2 separate regions of the Rattus norvegicus genome follow, and region 2 is linked to region 1. A link is a contact called in public Hi-C data. All regions are on one chromosome and are shown on one strand. The core of a region is the stretch at or near the end of the contact, and the rest is flanking DNA. Distances in the headings are between cores, read along the strand shown. Region 1 overlaps Smg6 (SMG6 nonsense mediated mRNA decay factor). Region 2 overlaps Smg6 (SMG6 nonsense mediated mRNA decay factor).

Region 1 (5,909 bases), core at 1,303-3,802:
CTCTAGAAGAGGAAACAGTCAGGGTTGCCTGAAGGCTTCTGATAGATGGCTCAGACCTGTACTTGGCCTCTTGAGAGAGATCAGAAGCAGGAGACTGGTAGTGTGGACTCTTGAATTCCGACAGCTAGAATAATCTGCTTCCTCTTCCTGCCTTGGTTAACGTCACCACTGGAGTGTGTGCTCGCTTGCCTCAGCACGCCATTTGCACAGCTTCATGGCCTTGGAATGTAAAGACCTATGTGTGTATTTTAGATTTGAGTTCTTTAAAAGTCAGGATTTGTACTTTATAATTTGTAAAATTACTAAATGTCTTTAAATACCAAACTCAGAAGTCTTCATGATAGAGGAATTTTTTTTATATTTTACAATGTAGTTACTCATATTCATTGTTTTTTGTTTGTTTGTTTGTGTCACTTTGTAGTTCTGGCTGTCCTGGAAATCATGGTGTAAAACAGTCTGGTCTTGAGCTCACAGAGATCTGCCTGCCTCTGCTTTCCAAGGCAGATCTAAGATTAAAGCTACTATGCCCAACTAACTTCCTCATATTACCTTTAATGCTTAGTGTATATTTTAGGGTCATCTGTGTGTGTGCATGAGAGTATCACGTTAAACTGCTTTACAGTTATTCACTGGATGTGTGTTGTGGTTTCTCTCATGTGAGTATGAAGTCAGTGGTCCCTTTACAGGCAGCACTGATGGAGGAGGTGCTTTCTGATGGTTTCGGTTGTTTGTTTTGTTCATTATTTATTTGTCTCATGCTGTAGTCCAGCTGTTCTTGAACTCCATAGCTAGCCCAGACTGGCCTTGAATTCGCAACAGTCCTCCAGTCTCAGTTTCTCAAGTTCCCAGGGGCTGGATGCCAACACACTGTCCCTGCAGTGTCTGCCGGTGAGGTGCTTCTGACACTTTCTGTTTCCTTCCTTTTCCCCCTTTATTGTTGTTGCTCCTGTTCTTTCTTCTCATCTTAAATTCTTAATTATTTCAGAGGTAACATCAGAAACTCTTACAAACTCCAAAGCTATAGCTCAGGTTAAGGCTATAGCTACGGCTCCACTCTGCCCCCCTCATCCCCATCTCCATCCTGCGCCCTCCAAAGAGAGCACGTTAGACATGTCCTTCTATGCCTGTTCGCGTGGTTATACAGGCATTTGTAAAAACATAATTTTGTGGGTGCCCTCCATTTCTGTTTATTGTTTATTTTGTTTCAAGATAGAGTCTCACTATGTAATATCCCAGGCTAGCCTCAAATTCAACTATCCTCCTGCCTGGCCTTCTCATTGCTAACATTTCAGGCATATGCCATCATGTACAAGTCCGGGTTTTGCATTTGTGTGTGCTTGTACACAGACAGTGCACTCAAAATATATGTAAATTATATACCATCATTATGTTAGTTTTATTATAAATTTTTTGTAATATGTAGGTAAGGCATAAAGATATTTCTCAAAGAAAAATACATGAAACTACTTATAGTTTCAAACCAAAATCAGAAAGAATTTTGGTTACAAATTTTTTGAAACAGATTTGTATTCATTATTGAATCCTGGAAAGATGACTTTTTGTTTGTTGTGGGTTTTGTTTGTTTGTTTGTTTTGAGACAGGGTCTCTCTCTTATAGTCCTGGCTGTCCTGGAAAACACTACGTAGACCAAACTGGCCTTGAACTCAGAGATCTTCCTGCCTCTGGCAAGGTGATTTTTCCCATTTGTTGCTTAACAACACTTCATTTTGTCAGAGTAACTCTCCTCCACAGCCACCCAACAGATTCTCAGTTTCTGTTTTTAAGACAGGGTCTCTTCAGTAGCCTTGGCTGGGCTAGAACTTGCTCTGTAGTAAGACCAGCCTCAAACTCACAGAATGCTTCCTTGGTTCTGGGAATGAGTCATATTTTCTTATATTTGATGTATGGAACTAATCTACGTTCTTAACCATTGATTCTTTAATTATGTTGTGCTAATCAAAGGAAGGTTTTTGGGGAGTTGTTTTACGTTTCGGAAAAAAAGAATGTGAACATTTGACTTGTACTCGTTTGAGACTTTAGTCTGACCACGGAGTGTTAATGGATCTGTTTCAGTTCCTACCCCAGGGAAGAGGCTTCCTCAGACACATGTCCCATGTGACACTTCTGTCCTGTCATTCTGTGCTGGCGCTCTACTTCCTTTCAACACAGAGACACATGGCCCTGAAACTAGCCCAGCGTGGCTGCTTTTCTTACTGAGTGAACTCTGCTCTTCTTGTAATGAGAAGTACTAGCCCCCTCCCCACCTCCATTGAGAGAGTGCTGCACAGTGTCAGGATTTAAAATGAAACCTTTGTTATAGCCCATGGGGAAAAATGGATCCAATCCAGCCACAAACATCACTCCCTGCCATTCCTAGTCTATCAAGAGCTAAAGCAGCTCTGAAGTTTTTTAGAGGGAAACAGTTTTTGCTTTGTTTTGTTTTGCTTTGTTTTGATTTGGGGCAGGCACTTAAAATGGCATGGGGGTGCAGGAAGTAAACGCATGGCATGTTTTGTGCCAGTGAAAATGAGAACAGTTGAGCAGAGGCGGACTGGAGTAAACTGTGATTGACTCATAGCTGTGGAATGACTTCTGGGCACCAGAGGGTCAGCAGTACAAGTTGCCATCCAAAGGAAAGGTATGAAGATTGCCAAAAATTGATAAAGTCTGGGGTTTTCTTATCAGGGAAGGATGCTATTCAATGAAAAGACTAAGGTTGGGGCAAAACTCACACCACCTTTTTCCAGGATTTCAGAAGGATGATCTGCCTTGGCTTTCCAGAAGCTATTTATTAATCCAACCTAGAGCTGTTCCCCACTGCACCCCTCAGAGTACCACAAGCAATTTGATGGGGTGGGGGTGGGGGTGGAAAAGATACTTTGCTGACCACGAATTGTTCAGCATAGCCCTAAGGCTTGTGTGCCTGGTTTCTCTCTCTAGCACCAAGTTTGAGTTTGCTTTTTATTTCAGAGGATTTCAGCTGTGGTTTACTCCTTGTTGCCAAAGGAGCTCCAGGCATGCACCACTGTTTAGGATCCAGTGGCCACATTTGGCAAGCACTGGTTTGAATGACCTCTCCTTAGAAGCCCTAGGTCACTGGCTGGATTTCTGCCTCCCTACATTACAGGCTCTTCCTGTATTGGGAGTGGCAGTTGGCCAGGGCATTGTATTTCCACTGGACTGAAACATACAGACCTGATGAACAGAGGCTTGTGAGAGGGAGGATAGCAGCACAGGAAGGCTGGGAACAGACCCTTGGGAGCCCTAGGTTTGGGTTCCTTCAAGGGACAGTTTGGGACCTGAGGGTGGGAGTGAGTGTGATAGTGACTAAGAAGGCAGAGCAATGCTCTTGCCTTTTCCTCCTTTTTATTCTTAAATTTTAGACAAGCTATTGCTGTGTGTTCTTGTCTGACTTTGAACTTGAGATTCTCTTGCCTCAACTATTCAAGTGCTGGGTTTACAGGCATGGTCCACCATGTCTTGTTTCTGAGGTAATTCTTTAAAAAATCTTTTGGGCTGGAGAGATAGCTCAGTGGTTAAGGGCACTGACCGCTCTTCCAGAGGTCCTGAGTTCAATTCCCAGCAACCCATGGCAGCTTACAACCATCTGTAATGGGAACTGATGCCCTCTTCTGGTGTGTCTGAAGATAGTGACAGTGTACTCACATAAATAAATAAGTCTTTAAAAAAAAGAAAAGAATCTTTTGTGTGATTAGATCCTTTTCACAGGGCACAGTTTTCATAATGGAGACTTAGGGATGGTGTAGGTGTTAAGAGTTTAAAGGAAATAGGTTCACTGTTTAGAAAACCCATTTCAAACAGAAACTCTTGTCAGTTTGAATCTATTTAATATGTGAGGTTAAGAAATAGCCTGCCAAAATGTAATGACTTATAGCTGTTTATCCAGTAATTGAGTTGTTTCCGTCCCCAAACTTTGAGTACTTTGTTCTTTTTTTCTTCTATATGTGCAAAACTGTGGGGTAGGTAGCAAAGGAAATTCCTTGGTGTTAGTTGTGTGCTTGGGAGAGGGAAATTGTTCTTCTGAGTGCTTTTAAGGGTGTGCCTCAATAATGGGATCCCTGCATTTGTAGGATGGAGACATTCCCTGCAGTGGCTGAGAAGGTCCTTAAGGAGTTCCAAGTATTGCTGCAGCACAGCCCATCTCCTATTGGAAGCACTCGTATGCTGCAGCTCATGACCATCAACATGTTTGCTGTACATAATTCCCAGTTGAAAGGTAAGGGAAATCCAGTTCTTCCATCTAGACAGAGGTGATTTCATATCTTTTCTCTGCTACCTTATCACTAATCCCATCTCCACATACACAGACATACACAGAAAAACAGAAACACAGACATGCAGACAGATCTCTCTCTCTCTCTCTCTCACACACACACACACACACACACACACACACACACACACACACACACACTTCTCCCTTCTGCTGCTTCTTAGATCTTTATTTTAGTCTCTAAATTCTGCAAGACTCTGTAGTGCTTAGGAGAGGTTTATAAGTATAAAGTTTAATTTAAAAATCCAGAGATGCTGTTGCACATCTGGCTATGCTAATGGCAGCAGCAAGGCCTCTTAGAGGCTGCATACCCAGGACTTCTCCCAAGAGAGAGGCATTGCTGAAATGTTTCATTCCGGAGACCGTATGCTTGGCAGGGATTGGGAATTGCTGTTTCTGGACTTGTGTACCCTGTTTGTTCAATATGGAAAAGTCTAGTTCCCTGTGGGATATCCCTTATGGGACCCTGCCAGAGAGTAAGAACAGAGAATTGATGAGCTTTGGTGACTCAAATCTGGAAGCACAAAACCACCAGGCCCAGAATTTGGCCAGTGTACTGGTATGCATTCTGAAGTGTTTTTCTGAACACTTTTTTTGGTATGGGGCGGGGAGGCGAGGAGGGAAGGGCAGATTGGCAGGATTTTAAAATGTTCTGATGACCATGTCATATTTGAAGGATGTTACTAGGATTCCTCCCCCTCCCTCTACCTCACTTAGGTAAGGCTGCTATGGCTTGACTTGATAGAAATATACAGTATGAGTGACATTATTTTGTGTTTCTTTACAACATGTTGCCAAGGAGTCATTCCAGAGCATCAACAGAGCATGTTTGGTCAGATCCTTATCTGCAGTGCCAGGAAGTAGGAATTGCTCCATAGAGACTGTGTCATAAAGCAGATGTAAAGTCTCTGGACAGTGCCATTGGCTCTTTGTGTGTACCTTTTCTCAGAAATTTCTCCTCTCACCTGCAGTCTATCTGCTTCCCTGCCTGTCGCTATTAGGTTCTATGTTCAACTTGCTGCTGGTGGGGAACTTCCCTAATGTCTGAGCATGCTGCTCTTTCCCTACAAATAGGGATTCTCCTGGGACTTGAGAAGCTTCTTAGCTGGTCTGCCCGGGTTTTTAGTCACATCTTAATCCTGGAAGACATCTCCCCATGAGGTTGACTTATACAGCATCCAGAATGCTCAGCAGTGGGCAAGACCCAGAGACGTAGGAACCTTCACAGTTTGGCCAGTTTTTGCCAAGGTGGCTGTTTGAGTGGGGTTGCAAGAAGGCTGGGAGCCTTAAGGGACAGCACTGGTTTCTAAGAAGAAGGAAATAAAAAAGTGTGTAAAGTACTGCCCTAGTGAGGCTGTGCAGTCCTAAAGGGAGGGAAATTTTGCTACTAAGAAGGAAGCTCTCGGGGTGTGGTGGCACACGCCTTTAATTTTGGTCTACTTATCGAGTTCCTGGCTAGCCAGAACTGCATAGTAACACTGTCTGCTCACTGGGCTCTATAAGCAGGGCCTCCAGTTGCCCCTGTGTTCATTTTCTGCTTTCCTACCCAAGCCACCACTGCCGTGTGAGCTAGAGAGTTGGGGCACATAGTTCAGCAACAAATGACCTATGATCT
Region 2 (6,115 bases), core at 3,377-5,876, 61 kb after region 1:
GGGCATGTGTTGGTGAGGTGTGTTGGTCTGAGGATATGTGATTTTGTGTAGGTGGTCTACATAGATCTGTGCATTTGTAGGGCAGCGATTTTGTGGATTTTATTGTTGTTTCAGAGTAGTAGTAAAACATATAATGGGATTTGTCACTGTAACAGTTTTAATATTTAAGATTCATTGCCATAAATTACATCCAGAGTTTTGTATAACCAGGTGTGTTCTTTCTTTGTCTTGTGTTTGGATTCAGTCTACTAGCTCTGCCAGTCAGAGTACTGCTTGTCCTTGTGTGTCTGTGGATCTGTGTGTCTTAGTGTCTATCTGCACCATGTATAGAGTTCTGTATGTTCCTACTGCTGTCTGGTTGTCTGTCTAAGGGCAACTCAATATGCCTGTCAGTGGCTGCCTATGTGTCTGGGTGTATCAGTCTGTGGCTACATGTGTCATATCTATTTGATGTGTTTTTGTCCGAGCCTATGCTGATTTGCATCTGTGGTTTTTGTGTTCTTAGGTTTGCGTTTGTGTTCACACGTCCATCCCCATAGCAGTCTTTTCTGGTGTCTGGATCTATGGCAATACCCTTTTTTTCCTTTTAGATTTATTTATTCATTCATTTATTTTTTGTGTGTGAATGTTTTGCTCACGTGCATATCTATGCACCACATGTATGCTTGGTACCCACAGAGGTTATAAGAGAGGATTGGATCTCCTAGAATTGTAGTTGTAGACAGTTGTGAGCTGCCATGTGGGACATTGAAAATTGAACCCATGTCTTCTGCACAAACAGTAAGTGCTTAGCCACTAAGCCATCATCTTTCCAACACCTAAATATGTTCTTGAATGCCCATGCCTTTGCCTAGCTTTATAATTGACATGATGTATTTGTTGATTTGACTTTTTGTGTGCTAATATAAATGTCTCTATTGGAGGAGGATTCTTTGTATGAGGATTTCTCTGTGTCTTCCTGTCTGTCTCTGCTTGTTCCAGCTTGTTTCTACTTGCCTTTTTTGTCTCCCTTTATTAGGGAGACAAACTTCCCCACCACCCAAGAATGGTATACATTTTAAATGGTTTGAAAAAAATCACAAGAATACTAATTCAAACTTAAAAAAATTGCATACAAATCAGGTTTCAGTAATGTTGTATGAGAGCACAGCCAGGCTTGTTTATTTTTGGTCTATGGCTGCTTTTTTATATAACAGCATCAGAGCTGAGTATTTGCCACAGAGACTGTACATTCCACAAAGCCTAAATCACTGACTCCACAGCCCATTACAAAGAAGACCTGGCCCTCAGTCTCTCACTCTTTCATTTCATGTTAGTACAGTAGTATCTGCATGCAGGCATCACCTCTATTAGTTCGTTCTCCTCCCTCCCTCCCTCCCTCTCTCTTCTTTCTCTTTTCCTTCTTCCCCACTCTCTCTGGATCTTTCTTCATGTCTGATTTTCTCTCTGATCTACCTACCACTCAGTCTCTGACTTTTTTCTTCCCATAGGTATATGCAGTGAAAGCTGCTTTGGACTCTGGGTACTATGTAGCTGTGTGATTTGTGTTTTGGAACAAGCATAGGTACCTAGTATTTTTCAGCATTCATGCCCACAGCTCTTCTCTGGTAGAAGGAAACACTAGTGGGTAGAGCATGGACACCTTGGCTGCTGCTGGGGAATGAGGAGGGGAGTTTGTCTGGGTTGGCTGCCAGGCATGTATATCTCCTAGACTCATGGGTGACCCACAGAGGGAAGGCTGCAGCAGAGATTTCTGGTCAGTAGTTACTGAACTCTCTGTGTGGGCTGTGTAGTCTTGACTCTTCGCCTACTTTCCTTCTAAATTGTTTCCTTGTACCTCACCCCAAGAGGCACCCCTGGACTCCTGCTTTCTCTGGTTCCTCCCTAGCTTTAGCTTTGTAACTGTGTGGACAGTGCTCCCAGCATCAGACAGCTCACATACTTCCTGTGAGCCTTCCTAGGTTTCCAAAATGTGTTCCAGACTGGAAGTCTCATGAGCAGGGTTGAACCCTGAGTTGGGCAGCTGGAGCCTCACAAAAGAACTAACAGACCTGCTGGCCAGGGGCAGCTGTTTCCCAGCAGTGATCCCTGAAGAGTTAGCCTGTACAGTCTCAAATTTTTAGGCTATTAATCTGTAATTCGGGTGAGGCAATTTGCAATTTGGGGGGAAAATAGCTAGGAAACTTTCTAAGTATCTACACCACTGCTTCTGATGTGTGAAGGGCCCCTGAGGAGTCTTTTCTTCTTACAGGGACAGGGAAGCAGACATCTGCCCCCAGAGCTCGAGTCTTTCTGGGTCACCTTAGCCCACATCCATAGGCCCCTTAGCTCTGATCCACCTATCCTGGCCCATCAGGTTGTTAATCCTTCTATAGCTCTTCTCCCTTCATCTTTCCCTCCTCTCCTCCTCCTCCTCATCTTCTTCTTCCTCCTCTTCCTCTTCTTCCTCCTCCTCCTCCTCCTCCTCTTCTTCCCTTTAGCTTTTGTTTGACTCTAGAAATGCAGAGTTTATACAGGAAATACTGGGCTTCATTTGCTTGAGGTGCTGAGCCTGTTTCTCCTCTGGATGTTGGAGCAAATGATCTATTGCTGGCTCTATGTGCCCATCTTTGGACAAGGGCTCAATTTGTAGCTGGTCACGTGGTCTAAGCAAACGCCAGTAGAACTAGAAGGGGTTGGGACACATGAATCCTGCTTGCTTCATTTTTTCAGACTAAAAAAAAAACCAAATTTGACCCATTACTATATCGAATTTGCTTTCCCAGTAAACAAGTTTTTGTAGCCTAAGATGTTCACAGGTGTGAATCCAGGTAGGAGATATGTCATACAGTCAGGATTTAGGTTCCCTTGTTCTTGTGTTCTCCCTTCCTCGACTTCCCCTCCCTTCCCTCGCCTCCCCCTCATCATGATCAGCAGCTGACTATCTCCGGAATGCAAGTTTAAGTGTCAAGCAGCAGTTGCTGTCCTTGGGGCTGACCCCAAGGCATGGTCATATAAGGACTAAGTTCACCAGAGCAAACCTGGTGTGACTAACACTAGGGGTGGCTCCATTTTCTAGCTTTAAGATCTAAGCATTAGAAAGGTGGATTTAGAGTTTTACTTTTCCTCTTTTCTAGTTTTTTCCTATAACTGGCTACTTGGGTACTCCCAGTAAATACCATGCTTGAGATCATTGGTAAGCTTTGGTGGCTCTGTCCCTTTCAAACTTGTGTCTTATAGTCAACCATCCAATCTATGGACACCTTTGGTTATTGAGACAAGGTTTTACTCTATAACCTAGGCTGACCTGGAACTCACTTTGTAGTCCAGGCCGGCTTCAGATTTGTGGCAATCCTGCCTAACCTTGAAGTAGTGGTATTACAGGTGTGAGTCACCAGCCATGCCATAGGGAGGCCATAGGGAATGACATAACCTAACCAGTCCTATAGAGGTCAAAACCATAACACCCCTGACACTAGAAAGATCCTTCTTACAGATCTTCATTTTGAAGGATTTAGGAATGCTCTCCAGGGAGTAAGAAGGAAATGGCTTCCACTTATTGCCGGCCCCTTTGTGTGCTTTCATTAGTCTTTGCCTGCATTTCTTCTTTGCAAAGACAGATTTCTCTGATCTTAAGATAAGGTGGCTAGATAATATACTTTTCTCTTGTATTTCCTCTAGGACCCTTCTTCATCTCTACCCCTTCTTTTGTGTTTTCTCTCCTTGGATGGTTAGAGAGTCATAGCACACAATCCTTCACTGTCGTGAGGGATTCCAAAGTTCATCATTAGTTTTCTTGGTTCTCCCCTCTTTGCCTGTGTTTCTATCCTTTCTAGGCAGATCTACTGTTCTTAGGCAGGCACACATGAAGCACTTGGGCTGAAGGTGACCTCATTGCTCTCGAAGGGCTGATAAGGTAAGGCTTGCAGAGATACTTGCTCCTCCCCAGTGGCATTTAGTGGGTCTGGAGTCAGCATGTAGGTAAGGAGATGTCACTTGGCTCTGTTAGGAGATTTGGTAGAATGGCTTCGTGTCCCAGGAGATTTTTGGTGCAAGGGTATTGTAGTGGGCTGTGGCAAGTGGCTTCCTTGTCCACTGTAAAAGGCAGTATAGAAGGGTTTGGTCATTTCAGAACAGACGTCAGCGTTTGGAGGGACCACCTACATGACTATCAACTAGCACAGTTTCTTAGCTCTTCTACACCAGGGCTTTTTTTGAAGCAGGAAAAGCAAGCAGCTGCTTTCTACTTCACCAAGTGGCCATGAGGAAAGGTGTTAATGTTAGCCGATGAAGAAAAGCTGAACAGCAGTCTTCCGTGAACCCAGACACAGGAACTCCTTGTATCCCAGGACCTTGGGCAGAGCCAGGGCAGTGGGACAACCTACCTCATTTCACAGTCTCTGCCGAAGCCAAATCTTCCCTCATCTTGATCTCTGGTTCTCAGTAAGTGAAAGAGTCAGGGGACTCTGAGAACATCCAAACCAGCCCAGCTGTGGCAGTTGGTTTATTGCTTTCAGCTGGTACTTGAACCCAGGTCCTGGTCTTGGAGGCTTTCCCAGGTTTAATCCCCAGAGCTTTCTCTGCAGCTGTATGACACTGTGCTGACCCCGAATGAGGATAGGAAAATAGAACCAGTGCCAAGCCAGAGTCTCTTTTTCATTTGGAGTCTGGCTGTCTGCCCATGACCAGGGTTACATAATGGGAAACATAGCTGGGGCTCTGGAGAGCCCGCGTTTCACCAGGCTGCCCAGACCTTCGCATTCTGACGCTATATATCTTCCTAATTGTAGCTCGGATGCATTTATCACACTGTTGGATTGGAGTACTGTTTTTTTTTTTTTTTTTTTTTTTTTTAATCTAGAAATTCCTGGACTTGCTGCTTTTCCATTGCTTGTCCTATATAGTCTGAAGATCATTCTTGAAAAAACTTCTAGGGAGCCTTCCAAGGCTCCCTCATCAGAGAGAAAAGGGGCGTGTCCTCAGGGAGCTCACATATGTTGGCCTTGTAGATGAGATAGGAATTCTTGACTTAAAGAAACAGCTAGTTCATGCACCCTCATAGGCAACTTTGAACGAGAACTAATCCCAAATCTAATCAGCAGCCTTTCAAGGACGCTTAATACGTCTTCCCAAAGAGCATTTTAGGAGGTCACCAAGTAATAGTCCATCAGCACTTCCCTGAAGGAAGTGCTAGTGACTGTGGGAAGCCCCTGTGCTACCCTGGCTCCCCACCCAGTCTCCCTGGCTCCAGTTTGGGGCGTCAGCACTGCAGCCTGGCACCAAGGGGTTCCTCTTCCTCCAAGTGCTGAGCGTGGGGCACACATGATCTCTCCCATGGCAAGAGCCTTTGTCTTCTCCCCACTCCTCCCACAGGATTCCTTGTGAAAGAAAGGGGTGTTGGTCTAAGGCTTTAGTCTGACCTTGCAGGGTACAACAGCTGACCCCAGGGAGAGACTTTCCAGCACTGGGCTAAGGTTATTTGGGTCCAGTATATGCTAAACTGAGAGGACGTGTTGGAGTGGTTACAGCTAAAAGTTTGGAGAGGCAGGAACCGTGAGAATCCGCACCAGGGAGGCCGCCAAGGGCTCCTCTGCTCAGGCCATGGAGATGTCAGAATCCCCTAGGGGCTGTTTTTCCCAAACCCAGTGCTGATGGGTTTAACACACCATAGTGATGTTACAGAGGCTATACCTACAAGAATGACTTGAGAGAACTGAAATAAAATAAGGCTATGACCTAGAGTGAGTTTGGGGAGATGACATAGGAGTAATACTTTGGTACCTGAGAAGTCCTACAAAGAGATTACAGTGATCTGTTCCTGACTGTAGGGCTCTTGCTACACTGCCTAGCAACATGGAAAAACTTACTGTCCTTGCTGTAGCACAGCTTCAGAGTCTGGTCTGCTCTGCTGGACAGAACTGATTTGGGGCTGAGCACTTTCTCAAAGGACCCAGTTGACTGGCTTTTATATGAATTATGGTTGTTAAAGGGATAATCTTCAAATAGGTTACCTAGTAGGCATCTCTTATTAGTAAAACAAGTTATCTTGTTGTGCTTGTCTTACCTCCTAGAATAGTGAGTGATCTCTTTGCTTTGTAGCAACATCTAAAACAAATTTTGTGGTTCCTGTATCTCA

The links. A called contact is a pair of places that touch in the nucleus more often than the background predicts.
Region 2: a contact with region 1 is called in a Hi-C map of liver, with 2.5 times the contacts expected there. The contact joins two enhancer-like sites. A contact is called at or near these places in 4 of 12 Hi-C or Micro-C datasets (Schwann cells, kidney, liver and 1 more).

Annotation. Positions count from the first base shown.
Region 1 is chr10:60,339,644-60,345,552 of GRCr8, forward strand. It overlaps Smg6 (SMG6 nonsense mediated mRNA decay factor), which reads left to right. Exons shown (of 19, transcript NM_001105808.1): 10 at 4,092-4,237. Among named protein-coding and RNA genes, the nearest start is that of Srr, 58 kb to the left of the region's middle. Within about 2 kb of position 2,553, at least 17 of the 93 cell types and tissues checked have an H3K27ac peak or open chromatin away from gene starts, as enhancers often do. A contact at or near this core is called in liver, where this site is marked.
Region 2 is chr10:60,398,130-60,404,244 of GRCr8, forward strand. All of the region lies in intron 12 of Smg6 (SMG6 nonsense mediated mRNA decay factor), which reads left to right. Among named protein-coding and RNA genes, the nearest start is that of Srr, 120 kb to the left of the region's middle. Within about 2 kb of position 4,627, at least 44 of the 93 cell types and tissues checked have an H3K27ac peak or open chromatin away from gene starts, as enhancers often do. A contact at or near this core is called in liver, where this site is marked.